Linked DNA regions of Sus scrofa: region 2 is linked to region 1. A link is a contact called in public HiChIP or PLAC-seq data. All regions are on one chromosome and are shown on one strand. Each heading gives the region's core, a stretch centred on a gene start, on an enhancer-like site or on the middle of the called end of the contact. The rest is flanking DNA. Distances are from core to core; before and after follow the strand shown. Region 1 has its middle 15 kb from the start of USP47. Region 2 has its middle 59 kb from the start of ZBED5.

What was found. HiChIP or PLAC-seq counts read pairs in DNA pulled down with a chosen protein or histone mark.
Region 2: a contact with region 1 is called in an H3K27ac HiChIP or PLAC-seq map of skeletal muscle, with 6 times the contacts expected there. The contact joins two enhancer-like sites. A contact is called at or near these places in 1 of 5 promoter capture datasets (fetal skeletal muscle) and 1 of 2 datasets of contacts at active chromatin or transcription factors (skeletal muscle).

Annotation. Positions count from the first base shown.
Region 1 is chr2:47,597,192-47,600,254 of Sscrofa11.1, forward strand. No RefSeq gene overlaps it. Among named protein-coding and RNA genes, the nearest start is that of USP47, 15 kb to the left of the region's middle. Within about 2 kb of position 1,455, at least 1 of the 83 cell types and tissues checked has an H3K27ac peak or open chromatin away from gene starts, as enhancers often do. A contact at or near this core is called in skeletal muscle, where this site is marked.
Region 2 is chr2:48,563,546-48,566,960 of Sscrofa11.1, forward strand. No RefSeq gene overlaps it. Among named protein-coding and RNA genes, the nearest start is that of ZBED5, 59 kb to the right of the region's middle. Within about 2 kb of position 2,151, at least 18 of the 83 cell types and tissues checked have an H3K27ac peak or open chromatin away from gene starts, as enhancers often do. A contact at or near this core is called in skeletal muscle, where this site is marked.

The DNA.
Region 1 (3,063 bases), core at 205-2,704:
CGTCGTAGCACAGTGGTTAACAAATCGGACTAGGAACCATGAGGTTGCAGGTTCGATCCCTGGCTTCGCTCAGTGGGTTAAGGATCCGGTGTTGCTGTGAGCTGTGGTGTAGGTCACAGACACAGCTCGGATCCTGCGTTGCTGTCGCTCTGGTGTAGGCCAGCAGCTACAGCTCTGATTCGACCCCTAGCCCGGGAACCTCCATATGCTGAGGGAGCAGCCCAAGAAATGGCAAAAAAAAAAAAAAAAAAAAAAAAGACAGAAAATGTATTGCTCTGGATCATGTAGGATTTTATTTGCCTTGTTTATTGTTATTTTTCATTTTTTTCTTTAAACGGATGTGACCCAAAGAAGACAGCTAGCAAAATTAACTTTTCCCATTGAGTCTGGATAGGCACATAGGACCTCTATGCATGTTTACTGGCTTGAAATGAATAGAACAGTAGGAACAGTTTCAACATCCTAGAATGTTGAGACATATATTTCAGATAATAGTTCCTATTAATCAAACTGCCTATTGTACATTATGCTACTTGCTTACCATTTAATCCTTATAACCAACCGCAGATGAATGTTTTTGAGTTCATCATTTTACAGAGGGGATTCTGAGGCTTAGAGAGTTCAGGTCACTAGTCTAAGTCACATCCAGTAATTGGCCAAGCTAAGGGTCAAACCAAGATATGCCTGATTCTGCAGCCTATGTACTACTTTCCCATGAGGCTCTGCCTTTCTGCACTCCTGAGTAATCAGAACCAAGGTATTGGAGTTCGAGTCGTGGCACAGCGGAAACAAATCCAACTAGGAACCATGAAGTTGTGGGTTTGATCCCTGGCCTCACTCAGTGGGTTAAGGATCTGGCGTTGCCGTGAGCTCTGGTGTAGGTTACAGAAACAGCTCGGATCTGGTGATGCTGTGGCTGTGGAGTAGGCCAGCAGGCTACAGCTCTGATTAGATCCCTAGCCTGGGAACCTCCACATGCCATGGGTACAGCCCTCAAAAAGACAAAAGACAAAAGACCAAAAAAAAAAAAAAAAAAGAAAGAAAGAATCAAAATATTTTACCTGAGTTATATTAATCAGATTTCCTGTGGAATTATTAACTTATATGTCTGTATTCTCTGCGAATGTGTGAACTCCCAGGGTGGAGAGAGCTATCTAATTCAGCTTTTTTGTCCTTTTGCTTAGCATAATGACTAGTACCTAATAGTAATAGCACTTGTCGAATATTAGGTGTTAAATGTGCTTTATGTATATGGCCTTAATCCCCACAACTTTACAAGTAAGATACCATTATTATCTTCATTCTTTAGATGAAGAAATGGAGCCACAAAGAGATGACGTAATATGCCCAAAATGTCATAGAGGCTTTTAGTGCTCACTGTCCCTGGTCTCTTACCTTTCTAAGCATGTAGGAGAATCATTTTCCTACCTTGTTACAGTGAGATGGCCTTGTGGCTAGGAAAGGTCAATGAACTAAGAATAGAATTGATATGTGTCACTTCTGTGCTCTAGGGCACTTCTCTGCTAAAGCAGTGAATGGATGGTATGAGACCCTCCGGTGCTTAAACAGCTACAAGACACTAGAGCCTCCTTCACTCTGGATCTCTGAGTGAAGATGAGAGTACAGCTCCTTCTCCCTCACAATAGAAACGTAGTATGAGTGAGAAATAAACGCCGAAGATTTAAGTCACTGAGATTTTGGTTCTGACCTGTTAGCATTTGCTATAGACTGATGTTTAGCCCCCTACCTCCCCAACTCATATACTGAAATCTAATCCCTAATGTGATGGTACTGGAAGATAGGGCCTTTAGGAAGTGATAGGCAAAGCCCTCTTGAAGAGGATCAGTGCCCTTATACAAAATACCCAAGGGAGTTCCCATCGTGGCGCAGCAGAGATGTATTTGACTAGCATCCATGAGAGTCGGGTTCTGCGTTGCTGTGGCTGTGGCGTAGGCCCAAAGTCTGGGAAATTCCATATGCATCTGGTGTGGCCCTAAAAAGCTACACACACACACACACACACACACACACACACACACACACACACACACACGAGACCCAGGTAAGCTCCCTCACCCTTTCTGCCATGTGAGGACGCAGCAAGATGATAGCTGTTTATGAACCTGGGAACAGGCTCCTATCTGACACTGAATCTGCCAGGACCTTGATCTTGGACTTCTCAGTCTCCAGAATTATGAGAGACAAGTATTTGTTTATAAACCACCCAGTCTATGGTATTTTTGTTATAGCAGCCCAAACAGACTCAAACATCATAGCAAACCTAACTTATCTCGACTAATACACAGAATCAGAACTCTACTTGGTGATGGAGTGGAAATTTAGATCCAGGCAGTCTGGCTCTGAAGCCCATGCCTTGAATCACTATTCTATAAGTGATCAATCAACATTTATTAACTGAGCGAATGCCTAAATTATAAGAGGTCTTCGTTATTCACTTGCACTTAGTGATCATGATCCAGCTTTGGTGGGAGTTGAATGTTTTCCTATTTCTAAGAATATCATCTCATTTTCATCCTGAAACATTGGACACTCTTGATATTTATATCAAGATGAATATATCTAATCACCACAATGTTCATCTTGACCTCATCTTTTGAAAGTATTTAGCTAAATTACAGCTTTCAGATCTCATTAAAATTGAAATGTTTGGTGGTTTTGATTCAGTCTTTTTTTTTTTTTTTTTTGGCTGCACCCATGGCATATAAAAGTTCCCAGTATAGAGATCAAACCTGCCCCGCAGCAGCAACTCGAGCCACTGCAGTGACAACACCAGATTCTTAACATGCTGGGCTATGAGGGAACTCTGATTTAATCATTTTTGACTCTGTGTATTTAAAATAGCAGTATAACTATCAATGGAATGAAACTTTAATCACATTGGAACTTTCAATAACTAAGAAAAGGCACAGTCAATTTGTTAGTAAAAGACAGTTCTCCACAGAAGATTCCCATAGGTGCTTATAAATTTATTTATTTGTTCATTCATTCATTCATTTTTTGGCCACCTCATGGCATATGGAAGTTCCCAGGCCAGGGATCAGA
Region 2 (3,415 bases), core at 901-3,400, 970 kb after region 1:
AGTCCAGTTGGAGCTGTAGCCGCTGGATTATGCCACAGCCACAGCAACATCAGACCTGAGCTCATCTTCGACCTACACCATAGCTCACGGCAACACTGGATCCTTGACCTGGAGAGGGAGGCCAGGGATCAAACCTGCGTCCTCATGGATGCTAGTCAGATTCGTTTCTGCTGAGCCACGATGGGAACACCAAGTGATCTTTCACTGTTACAGTTTCACCTAGGAGGAAAGCAAAGAAGAGATACAGTGTTTGTTGCGTGAATGACTGATTACCAAAGGTGTAATTCAGTAATGCTCACAGCATCATCTGTCACGCCTGAGCAATTAAAATTTCACAAACAGACTCATCACCCACTTACCTGACAGGGCAGAGCTTGGCTCCTGTCTCAGTGTTCTGGGCCTTTCTCAGATGACAGATTGTAGGAATTCCTGGCATGGAGGTCTCACAATAAAATTTACCCAGTGGTGCATCTTGCCCGAATCAAATTTAATAAGTTATGATGGCCCCATAAGGACGCTGGGTAGGGAGGGTCCATTCCTGCTAAGCAGAAACATGCTTTGATTGATGAGGAAACACATCAGATTTGAGGCCCAGGCTAAAGCCAACCGAAGCTCCCTTCCATCCTTCATCTTCAGTGAAATCAGCCATAACTCTTCTCTGGAGAATCCAGCAGATCTGCTTCTGGCTCACTGTGACTTGATCAAGTCTGGCCCTGCCTCATCCCCACACATGTGACCTCAGAGGCTTTCACTCATAATTCATGACTCACACACATATAACAATCCTGAGGGCCAGGGCACTACACCGGCCTACACTGCAGGGTCCAGAACCTGCCACCTTATCCAGAAACGGTGATGTGTGCCATTCCCCCAGGCTAACGCTCTAGGTCTGTAGCATTGCAGCGGCCAATGCAGAGAATCCCACATGGGCCCACTGAGAACTTCCTGTGTGCTAGGGACAGAACAAAAGTGTTGATAGGCATTATCTTAGCTTATTCTCCTGATGGCCAAATGAGGAAGGGTTTTTTTGTGCGTGTCTTTTTAGGACTGTACCCGCAGCATATGGAGGTTCCCAGGCTAGGGGTCCAATTGGAACTATAGCTGCCGGCCTACGCCACCGTCACAACACCACCACAGCTCACTGCAGCACTGGATCCTTAACCCACTGAGTGAGGCCCAGGGTCGAACCCACAACCTCATGGATACTAGTCAGGTTTGTTACCACAGAGCCACAATGGGAACTCCCGAAGATTTTGTTATATCCACTTTCTATGTGAGGAAATGGAAATCAAAGACCAGGTAGCTGGGAGTTCCTGATGTGGCTCAGCAGAAATGAATCTGACTAGGAACCATGAGGACGCAGGTTCAATCCCTGGCCTCACTCAGTGGGTTAAGGATCCAGCATTGCCGTGAACTGTGGTGTAGGTCAGACGTGGCCCAGACCTGGCGTTGCAGTGGGTGGCGTAGGCTGGTGGCTATGGACTTGATTCAATCTCTAGCCTGGGAACTTCTATATGCCGAGGGTGTGGCCCTAAAAGGACAAAAAAAAAGACCAAGTAACTGGTCTGAGGTCACACAGGTGGCAGAGCCAGGATTAGGGCCCAGATGTGTCTGACCCCAGATTCTAAGCTCAGAACCTCTGTGCTCTATAGCAGCCTCTGTCACATGGTCCCTCCGTGCTGAGTTACAGCACCGCATGGCCACTGGTGAAGACCAGGCAGCAGGACTCGAGGCAACTGGAACTTCCAGCCTCCTTGTCTAGCCTCACTCACCCATATGTTCAGCCAGCCAGCAGATGTCGGTCACTGCTGCGGGCCAGGTGCTGCGGCCAGAATAGACAGTACAGAGGTCCCCTCCTGGCACGAGGACTTTGAAGACAGACCAGGACATATTTTGGAGACTGCAGCACCTGTGTGTTCACTCTTCCCTCCAAGGATCATCTTTACCAGGAACTTTAGGGCTGGACATGGTGTTCGAGACCCCGGATCCTGCCAAGTCCAGAGCGTAAGACTGAGCTCCCAGGCTCAGTATTTATGCCAAGGGAACTTCCAACCGTGGCGTAATCCAACACCTTTCCTTCTCTCCTGTCTAGAGTTGCTTTTTGACTACACCCTGGCATGACTCACTAGTAGCAGTATTTCTGGAGCACTTACAGTTCAAGGGGAAGTATTTGGTGTTTCTTCTTACTGGCATAACCTGATGCAAAAGGGCTGGACAGCCCCAAACAAGTTCTGCTTCATGGACCCAAACACCCCGCCTCCCCAACACACACACACACACACACACACACACACTCCTCCAACAGTTAATGGTTTCTTCCTTCTCATGGGAAACCACTGGGATTTGACAGCTGTGAGTGACCCTGCATGAACCCTTCCGGAAGACTCTGCTTCTCGTAACCAGGGGACACGAAGTGGATGCAAGATTTCTATAATAATGGCTCTGTCTAAAAATTATCCTCACTTGTCCTTTAAATCTTCTTGTAGAGGAAGCCTCTCCACTGGGACTGCCTACGTCAAAAAGAGGAACACTCCACTTTGATCCCCAGGGGTAGTAGCCAAAGGAACTTGATAGTATTCAGAGGACTTGGCCAAGAGCTGCAGAGAAATGACTTCTGTCCTCACTCCCTAAGACCATGTAGGCCATTCCAGTCAGGGGTCCTAGAGCAACCCCATTTGGGGTAAAGAGCTGCAAAACAACACAGATCATATCTGAATGCTGCTCAGCAATGCTTTCCACAGAGAAGAAAAGTCAACAAAAATATCCCTTTCACTAGTCTCTAGCTCTTGATGTCCTAAAATAATCAACACATTCCTTAATTAAAAGAACGTAGGTCTGGCGTTCCCGACGTGGCTCAATGGTTAACAAATCTGACTAGGAACCATGAGGTTGCCGGTTCGATCCCTGGCCTCGCTCAGTGGGCTAAGGATCCCGCGTTGCTCTGGCTGTGGTGTAGGCTGGCAGCTACAGCTCCGATCGGACCCTTAGCCTGGAAACCTCCATATGCCAAGGGAGTGGCCCTAGAAAATACAAAAAAAATTTAAAAAGAATGTAGGTCTGGGAGTTCCCATTGTAGCTCAGCAAAAATAAATCTGACTAGTATTCTGGGGATGCAGGTTTGATCCCTGGCTTTGCTCAGTGGGTTGAGGATCTGGTGTTGCTGTGAGCTGTGGTGTAGATCAAAGATGCGGCTTGGATCTGGCGTTGCTATGGCTGTGGTATTGCCTAGGGTCCAATTCGACCCTAGCCTGAGAACCTCCATATGCCATCGGTGTGGTCCTAAAAAGACAAAATAAATAAAATAAAATAAAATAAAAGGAGGAGAACATGGACCCAGTGTTCCCCTTGTGGCTCAGCAGGTTAAGAACCTGACTACTATTCATGAGGATGCATGTTTGATCCCTGGCCTTGCTGA